Regions from separate parts of the Mus musculus genome. Here region 2 is linked to region 1. A link is a contact called in public Hi-C data. All regions are on one chromosome and are shown on one strand. The core of a region is the stretch at or near the end of the contact, and the rest is flanking DNA. Distances in the headings are between cores, read along the strand shown. Region 1 holds the start of Tomm6os (translocase of outer mitochondrial membrane 6, opposite strand). Region 2 holds the start of Hdgfl2 (HDGF like 2).

The links. Hi-C and Micro-C count contacts between places; a contact is called where the count stands out from the background.
Region 2: a contact with region 1 is called in a Hi-C map of CD8 T cells, with 5 times the contacts expected there. The contact joins the promoter of Hdgfl2 here to the promoter of Tomm6os in region 1.

Annotation. Positions count from the first base shown.
Region 1 is chr17:47,685,399-47,690,012 of GRCm38.p6, forward strand. It overlaps Tomm6os (translocase of outer mitochondrial membrane 6, opposite strand), which reads left to right and starts at 2,212. Exons shown (of 3, transcript NR_045945.1): 1 at 2,212-2,719; 2 at 3,170-3,251; 3 at 3,332-4,614. It overlaps Gm20517 (predicted gene 20517), which reads left to right. Exons shown (of 9, transcript NR_157366.1): 9 at 1-1,341. It overlaps Usp49 (ubiquitin specific peptidase 49), which reads left to right. Exons shown (of 7, transcript NM_198421.2): 7 at 1-1,341. It overlaps Tomm6 (translocase of outer mitochondrial membrane 6), which reads right to left and starts at 2,988. Exons shown (of 3, transcript NM_025365.3): 1 at 2,501-2,988; 2 at 1,790-1,890; 3 at 1,247-1,610. The coding sequence starts at 2,628. The coding sequence ends at 1,794. It also overlaps Prickle4 and a transcript of Frs3 not described here.
Region 2 is chr17:56,077,654-56,082,267 of GRCm38.p6, forward strand. It overlaps Hdgfl2 (HDGF like 2), which reads left to right and starts at 1,978. Exons shown (of 16, transcript NM_008233.4): 1 at 1,978-2,173; 2 at 4,447-4,523. The coding sequence starts at 2,102. It also overlaps a transcript of Ubxn6 not described here.

The sequences.
Region 1 (4,614 bases), core at 962-3,461:
AAAAAGGAAGTCTCAGTGTGTAGCCCTGGCTAACCTGGAACTCACTATGTAGGACAGGCTGGCCTTAGAGATACATAGCTTCTGGGATTAAGTGTGTGCCACCAGGCCTCCAGCCTGCCTCTTCAGAGTATCTGTAATCCCAGGGTAAATTCTAGGCCTGAGTTCCCTCATAGGGTGTTTCTCCTAGCCATCCCCACTCAGGTCCTACCTGCTAAAGATTCACAAGAGAATGGCAACCCCCGTCCTATGCATGACTAGGCACGTGGCTCAGTAGGGTGCTTGCCTAGCAAGCATAAAGCCCAGAGTCTGATGCTAGCACCACATAAAATCAGGCATAGTAAAGCCTTGAATCCTAACCTGTACCTGTGATCCTAAGAGTCGGTTCATGGAAACAGCAAAATAAGCAGTTCATGACCATCTTCAACTATGTAGCTAAGTTTGAGGCCAGCCTGGACTACAGACCAGCACAAGAACCAGATATCTCCCCCTCCCCCCCCCCCCCCCGCAAAAGAACAAAAAACAAACACTTTTAATTATGCCTCCCCCAACCCCAATTATTTTCTGGAGGTCAAATTGAAGCCTTTTCTGCAATGAGCTATACTGGTAGGCCTCAGAGAACTGACTGGATGAGCTATGTGCCAGCAGGTCCAGGAAAGCTGCTTTGTCTTTTTCCTTTTTTAAGTAACATCTGTAACAGTCATGCAGCTATGACCCAGACACACTAATCCTTTCCGACGCATGCTGTGACCCACAACCAGTTCCAAAGCGGCTGGTGCATAAAAAAAGTTTTAAAATACCCAGTCAATTGACTACATGAAACTATGGAGACCCCGTCTCTACCGCCACCTGGTTCCCTGGTACAGGAGTCTTTCTGTGCTGGTTTCTGCGTGCCTGGAAGAACACCAGACAGCAGCACCAGTGTGAATTTCAGGGTAGGGAGCACCTTTGTTTGTGAAGGAAGCTGCTTCCTTGTGCTCCCTGACACGTTTGTCTCCACCCACACATCACTGTCCACTCCTGCCACCAGGTCTCACTCTATCCCAACAATGCCTCCCTGGTCCCTGGAGAACCCACCTGGCAAACTAAAACGACAACCACCACCTTCTTCCTACAGGAAGACTCAGCAGTAGGAACTGCTCAAGAATCAGCTTTGCGGCACGTGTGCATCCCTGGGAAGTGGGTGGTCCCATTCCCATTTCATCTCCACTGCAGATCATGTTTGGGGCTCATGCCTGTCTCTTGAGTGTGAAATACAAGTCATGTTTATTTGATTTTTGTAAGCGGACTTTTTACACCTTGTTTTTGTAATAAGTTTCTTATTAAAAGAATAAAATACCTGTCTTTTATGTGCAGGCTTTATTTGAAATCTTTTTCAAGAACCATTACTACTCTTCAGGACAAGGGCAAGGACCATCTTCTGCAGAAAGTTGGGAACTGCACACAGAACCGTGCAGAGGCAACATCTCAGCCGACACTGGGGGATGGGGGGGCAGTGGGGGGGGGTTCAGGCAAGGAGAGGGAGTCAACTTCAGCTGCCACTCAGGTAGGATCTTGTGGTCACAGACAGTAGGCTGTCTTTGGAAAGTCTGAATACACAGGAGTTCCATTCTCTGTAAGCAGATAACAGCATCAGAAACGGGGAAACACAGGAGAACTGCTCTCACCTAGAAACACAAGGGCAAGGCTTTACCCCAAGAATCTTCCCTACTTCTGTGACTAGCTGACAGAACATACTGCTGTCTTCATCTTTTAGGATTCCTGAAATAGGCAGGGGAAAGTGAAGTCTTACCTGGCTACACCCCTGGCTGAGGGGCCATCAAATCAATGTCACTCAAGTTCCTGGCCAGCCAGACTCCCGCAGCAAAGAGTCCCAAATTGAGGATCAAGTTCCTGGGTCAAGAATACATTTCATTAACCCTACAGTCCGAGAGTCTCATGCAGCTAATGACATACTATGGCAAGTTTCCTCTCAGCACCACCTTCTGGAGGTGCTGACTGACACCTGATACAGGGGTATGTCCTCCTAATATGCACATGAGAATTTTACGTTCGCATCTACTAACACAAGCCAAGGCCAACTTAGTACTCTGCGGGGGCTAAAATTTGCTTATGCGTTGGCACCCCTTCCCTGCCTTCTAGGTTAGGGCGATTTCTTTAAAAATATGACGTTCTTTAATTTGTGTATGTGCGTGCGCGTGCACGCGACACAGCGCACGTGTGGAGGTCAGTACAACCCGCAGGGGTTGGTCTCTTCTTGTACCCTGCGGGTCTCATGGATCGGCGGGTCCCATGGATCCCAAATCCTCAGGCTTGGCGTCTGAACTATCGCTGTAGCCCGGAGCGTCATTCCTTGAAAGCCACGTGACAGGGTGTCTTTTGCCACCACGAGACCACAAGGTTCTCAAAGCGATAAAACCTCTGGGGATGCATGCCAGACTCACCAGGTAAGGAAATACAAGTTTAAGTTTATGAGGACCAGAGACGGCCCGGGCTTGGTTACCTCCGGAAGTCGTTTCGATCGGTGGCGAAGCGGAAGACACCGCGGAGCCAGTCTCCCACGTTGTCTGGAACCTCTGAGGCCTCGCTGGCCGACCCGGCGGCGCTCACCGTCACTCCGCTGGAAGCCATACCAGCACTAAGCACGTACCAACCGAGCGTCGCACCGGGTCGTCGCAAGCCGATTGCGCAACTTCCGATCTCCGCACTTCCGCCGATCAGCGTAAGAAATGAGCGAGAAGGCCCGCCCCCACCTCCTCCAGGAGTTCGTAGAGCCAGGACGCCTGATCGGAGGCGGAGCCCCGCGGCCCCGCCTCCCAGGGACGGGGGTCGGTTCCCAGTGCTGCTCTACAACCCAGTTAGTTTAAGCAAGGTGATGACGGTGAGGCTAGCCCAGCCTCTGCGGATAGGGGTTAGCTCACCCTGTAGGCGCTGGGCAGTGGGATGCTCCCAAGAAAGTGTCTTTCAGGTCAGAGAGCGTGCAGTACCAATGGGATTATCCCGCGTGCCTGGCTGCCTTCTGTGTCCGGTCTTTACACAGCACAGCCTTGTTATCTCGCTACATAAGTCCCCCCACCCCACCCCACCCCAATCCCACCACCCTGATCTCCAGGCCGCGCCACTAACAAATGGTGCAGTGCTTCCTGGAGATGTCTCTGTCATCTGCTTGCAGGTTTTCGGGGGTCTTCCAGGGCTCTGGAAGGCGCTGGCCAAAGAAAAAGCCTTCGGGTTCCGACTCAGAGGAAGAGGAGCAGGTGGGGCAGGGGCTGTCCTCTATGGGACTCCCGGGTGTCTGTGGGCCGTCTCTATCCTGCCGTTTGGATGCCCCATTCAGGGTTTCCAGGGTGAGAGTGGGAACTGCAGAGAGAAGCGCAGCTCGGGAGGTGATCTTGTCATCCGAGGAGGCACGGTTCCAGCCGACGCTTGGATCGGGTCCTTCTTCCTCTGTTCCAAACCCATCAGAAATGCCCATCTCAGAGCCCCCAAGTCCTTGTGCAAGAGGCGGGCCAGGGTTGCGTGCAGCCTCCCGCCCCGCCCCAGGCTGTGCCGTGCGCGCCACCGCTGCCGCCAGTCTACCCCAGGGGCCCCCCCGCCTCCGTCCACCAGTGGGCGACCGCCTCCCCCGCCTGGGAGCGAGTCCGGCGCCGCAGCCCCGCCGGGTGGGTTCAAGAGGCCTTTGGAGCTCGCAGGCCAGGGACGCGCGGTGAGAGCTGCGGGCCCCAATGCTCGCGTCTGGGGGTTGCGGTGGGAGGACTGGGTGTTGCTGGAGCGGGTAGGACAGCGTAGGCATGGGGCGAAGGGTTCTGATCTGGGAAATTACCCCCTTCTATGCTCAGCCCAAGCCGCCGCTCCCTCCCCTTAAGATCTGCACCGTCCCCTCCTTTACCAAAAGACGCTTGTCCTTCCGCTACTCCTACTGAGCTAGAGCCCGCACTTCTGTAGCGTTTTGAGAAGCAGCTGGGGCAGCATGGGCTACCCCCCGGCAGGGCATAACGTCCCCCATCCAGGGGCCCTGCGCAGTCCTGGCAGCAGAAGTGGTTCTCGTGCCAGCGCTGTCCCTCTGCTTCAGTGCAGCGCTGGGAGAAGATCAGCTGGGTGAGGGAAAGGAAACCGATTCATTCATTCATTCATTCATTCACTCACCCATTCTTTCATTCATCCAATAACCACGCCTTATACCCATTAACGCTATGCCCACAGGCGTTCTGATTTGAAGTACTTTGTGACTTTTGGATTCAGAGAGGGTGATTGGCTTTGGGCCGGAACGTCCACGTAGCAGGTGGCCCAGTCCGAAGTTGGACCCCAGAGCTTCCCTAACTCCTATCCCAAGATTCAATACGGCCTTTCATGTTGATGTTAAGATCCTTCTAGAATTGGGCAAGCACAGCATTGATCATCTGACATAGTGATGAGATAAACACCTGCTCAAGGATCCAGAAACGTTCTGAGTCCAAACTAATTTAAGGACCTCTGCTCGAACTGGGGAAGAGAGAGAGAGAGATAAATAAAGGCAACAGGTCAGGTCCCACAGGCCCATACCTCAAGAGAACAAAAGGGAATGGGGTGGCCCTGGCTGGTTCCTAGTTCTGATGAGCCTGCAGCCTGTTCCTTGTCCCT
Region 2 (4,614 bases), core at 728-3,227, 8.4 Mb after region 1:
CCGTAATGAGATCTGATGCCCTCTTCTGGCATGTTTGAACACAGCTACAGTGTACTTATGTATAATAATAAATCTTTAAAAAAAAACTTTAAAAAGATAGGGAAGTCACTAACCCTTCCTGGCCCCATTGGACATGGTTCATTATGGACCCTATTTTACAGCTAGGGAAATTGAGACACTTGGTATCCAATGTATTTTTTACTCAGCATGGAATAGTTTGTGACATTAAGTACAGTAGGTAATCAACACTGTCAATAAGAGAAATAAGCATCATGGGAATGGGGCTTAGAGAAAAGCTCATCTTCTCTAGCATGCAAAACACCCAGATTCCATCCCCACCACCACATAAGCCTTTGGGAAATAAAGTCAGGAGATCAAAAGTTCAAATTTAGCCTTGGGTACATAGCTATTCAGAAAGTAGTCTGGGCTAAGACCCAGTCATAAAAATAAACAACTACTAAGATCAGTATACATTTAAGTAAAGTAAATATGGCTAGTGAAATGGCTCATCGAGTGAATTACTTTCCCCGTAAGCCTCAGGTGAAAAAAAAATGAGTGGTGGGCTCCACAAAGCTGTCCTCTGATTTCTACACACGCTGTAGCATGTGCGTGCATGCCCACACATAGCACGCAGATTTGTTTTGTTTTGTTTTGTTTTTGTTTTTCGAGGCAGGGTTTCTCTGTATAGCCTTGGCTGTCCTGGAACTCACTCTGTAGACCGGGCTGGCTTCGAACTCAGAAATCTGCCTGCCTCTGCCTCCCAAGTGCTGGGATTAAAGGCGTGAGCCACCACTGCCCGGCAGCACACAGATTTTTAAGGCAGGGCACGGTGGCACACATGTTTGATCCAGAGCTGGGGAGACAGAGGCAAGAGTACATCTGTGAGTTCGAAGCCAGTCTGGTCTATATAAGGAGTTGTCCCCACCCCCCACTCACCAGTGAGGACAGCAGAGTGAGACCCTGTCTCCAAATAAAATTAAGAATAATTAAAATGGCTGGGCAGTGATGGCGCACGCCTTTAATCCCAGCACTTGGGAGGCAGAGGCAGGCGGATTTCTGAGGTCCAGGCCAGCCTGGTCCACAGAGTGAGTTCCAGGACAGCCAGGGCTACACAGAGAAACCCTGTCTCAAAAAAACAACAACAAAAAGAATAATTAAAATGCAAAATGTCAAAGTATAAAGGTGCTGTAAGTATAAAGTGAAAATATGTAATGTATTATAGACAACAAAAAAAGAAAAAAATTTTAAATAATGAAAGTAAACAAGTGAGCTCTGTCCCGCCCCCTTCTCAGCCCTGACCTTTCTTGATCACCGCCCCTTCCTCTGCCAACTCCTGGCGGGAGTTTGCTGAGTTCTGTGGAACTTGTCTTCATGTCCAGCCATTGGTCGAGCTATAGCCAATGGGCTTCATAGTTGCACTGATGCCCTTTTGGAAGGCTGTCGTTAATCCGTCTTCTACGCTGATTGGTTGTTTATATTTCGTCTGGCCGAGTCCAAAGGCCTGTTCAGTACTGTTATGTATGTTCCGGCCTCGCTAGGCCCCGCCCCATCACTGCTTGTCATTAGTTTCAGTCTTCCTTTCACCCACAGGCCACTGCCTCATGCAGCTCTTAAGCCACGCCCCTGTCAAGCCCCTGTCCGTTTTGCGTCTAATTCGTCTAATGCCCTTCACCCCGCCCCACATCCTGACTGCGAGCCACGCCCCTGAGCGATCCCCAACCTAAGCCCCGCCCATCATTCCTCTCTAGGCTCCACCCAGTAGCCGCTTAAACCTTTCGTCTTTTACCTCCGACACCCTCCGCCCCACCCACTGGCTCCTAGTCCACGCCCTTGGCTTCTGCTCCGTTATCCAATCCCGTTAACTAGCTCTGATCCAACCCCTCCCTTTATTGGCCCGCGCGCGTCTCTGTGGTCATGAGCGACGGCGACGGCGGCCCCTAGCCAAGGGAGGGCGGGACTTCCGGTCGTGCTGAACCCAATAAGTAGACGCCGGCCGGCGGCCCGTGCGGACGCCTCCGCCCCTCAGGCGTCCGACTCCCGCCTCTGACTTCGCCTCTCACCGCCGTTGCTGCTTCCCGCGGCCTGGGCCTCCGCCGACAGCATGCCGCACGCCTTCAAGCCCGGGGACTTGGTGTTTGCCAAGATGAAGGGCTACCCGCACTGGCCGGCCCGGGTGAGGCCGCGCGTGGAGTGGACGGGCCCGGCGGAGTTGGCGGCCCCGAGCAGAGGGGCCGCGGGCGGGCGGGCGGGCGGGCGCGCGCGGGGAGGCTGGAATGGAGGCTGAGGAGAGGTTGGGGCTGCTGGCTCAGGTGACTGCACTGTGGTTTTCTGGAGTTGAGGAATCTCCTTCCTCCGGGACCACAGTGCCTGGGGTCTGGTGCGTCTTCGGGGAGGTCCCTGGTCTGAGGGACTTGTGTTCCGCTGTTCCGGATCCTGGCTCTGACCCGTGGTCCTTTGGAATTGAGGTGTGGCAATGTTTTGGTCTGAGTAACCTGCATGGTGAGGTCCTGAGTCTCAGAGACCCACAGTCCTGCAGAGAACGGCCGTGGTGCTAGCCTTGACCTCCTCCGGAACCTGTGTCACTTGGTTTGGTGTCCAGGGCCTGAGAGACCAATGTACCAGAGGTCAGAAATGCGTTTAGGGGATCCCAGGGTCGTGGAGCCTGAGGGATGTAGTGGGGCTCAAAGGGTACATGGGCACGTTGGGATTGGAGTGGAAGGGTCAAATGATGGGAAGAGTCTCTTCCAGAGAGGCTGCGCGTGATGGATGGGGGAGCGGGATACAGCGGAAGGAAAGGGACCTTATCTCTATGACCTAAATGAGGGCAAGGGTTGGAAGAAAGCTTTTCTGGGGACCTGGAGTCCGGCCCTTAAAGGGATTCAGTGGGCTGTATGTAGCTTACCTGAGAACAGGCAGCTTCAAGCTGGAGGTAGGAGGCTTTGAGGTTTCCTGTTTGAGAAAGCTGGAGTCAAGCAGTGTAGATTTTTAGAGCCTGGGTGCGCAGGTGGTAGAATTCTGGCCCTGGCAAAAATTGGCACATACACGGAGACCCAAAGGCTTCTGCTGCCCCCAGGACTTGGGACAGAGATCACTCCAGGGCTGAAGTTAGCTGCATCCATGTGTCAGGACTGAAGGAATTTTTGTTGTGCAGATGGTGGCTAGCGTTGCAAGTCCTGGTGCACATGTTCAGTTGCATAGAAACAGAGTTTTGTTGCCTCTAGGTCTTAGTACAGAGGCTAGATTGGCTGTGTCTGCATGGGGGTGGGAATGGAAGACCATACGGCAGGGAGTTACCATGGGGATGCCAAAGAGCAAGCTCAACAGGAACCAGCCCAGGAGGTAACTCCTAGAGGTCAGGACCAGAGGGCCCCATAAGTTCCTGAGGTGTGGGACCGTTGGGAGAAGCAGCCTGGCAGGGCTCGGCAGGGCAGGTTTGAGGATGCTTCTGCATCTGGTATCCTGCATCCAGCCACCAGGGACCAGAGTTTGAGGAGCAGGCTAGGGAGGATCCAGCCATCCCCCGGCGTTGATGAGGTGGGTGGCTAAACACTGGGAAATCCCACTGTGAGTGGGGTGACTGGGGAGCAAAACTTTACATTGGCCACTGCCCTCACTAGTCTACCTCTGCTCTCTATGAAGCTCTTGTCCCTTCCCCCTTCCCAGCCTTCTCCAGCACTGAGAGAACAGTTCCAAGCACCTGATTGGAGGGGAAGGGGCTACTAGCATCCTGTGGGAAGGTGACTGACAGCTGCTGGAACCCATGGGCTTTCACAAAGAGGGTGGGACTTCCGGGTTGCTCTGGGCCTGGCTCCTTCAGCACTCCACCTCATTCCCCCAAATCTCCATCCCTGTTGCTGCCAGATTTACCTCTGGGACAAGAACAGACTGGGCCTTTTTTCCAGGAGGGGCAGTCATTGGCTAGTCCCGGGAGTGGGGAGAAGCTGAACCTAGGCCCACCCCAGGGGCTTCAGGGGACTATACTGGACCTGGCTCGGCCTAAGTACCTGTATGGGGGCCCAGCTTTCTTCTTGGTGGAAAGATAATCACTGTGGGTAGCAGACAGGTTAGTAGGATGCACATAAGTGTGCAGGTTTCATAGCCAGGCATGGTTGTACTTACCTTCAATCCCAATCCCCATTGCTGAGGAGACAGAGACAAGTACCAGGCCACCTTTGTCTACATAGTTTGAGGACAGCCAGGCTACATAGTGAGACTGTCTAAAAGGAAAAACATTAATTCCAAATTAAGGGGCTAAGGAGATAATGTATAGCTTAGTGGACCTGAGTTCAGATCTCTAGACTTGTGTTTGGAAGGTGCTGTGTCTTCCCATGGTGTGCCTCCCCCCACCCCAAACCCCCCTAAGTAACTGGATGGTAACTGGGTCTGGATAAAGCTGCCTCTTGGCCTACACCTGAAGCCCTCTGACCAGCCTGCCTCACACTACAGATTGATGACATTGCTGATGGTGCCGTGAAGCCCCCACCCAACAAATACCCCATCTTCTTCTTTGGAACGCATGAAACGTAAGTGTCCCCTCCAGGTTTTCAGTGTTCACCCACAGACTGGCTTTTTTCCCAGGGTGACCTGGCTCACCTGGAACTGGCCTATGGTTCT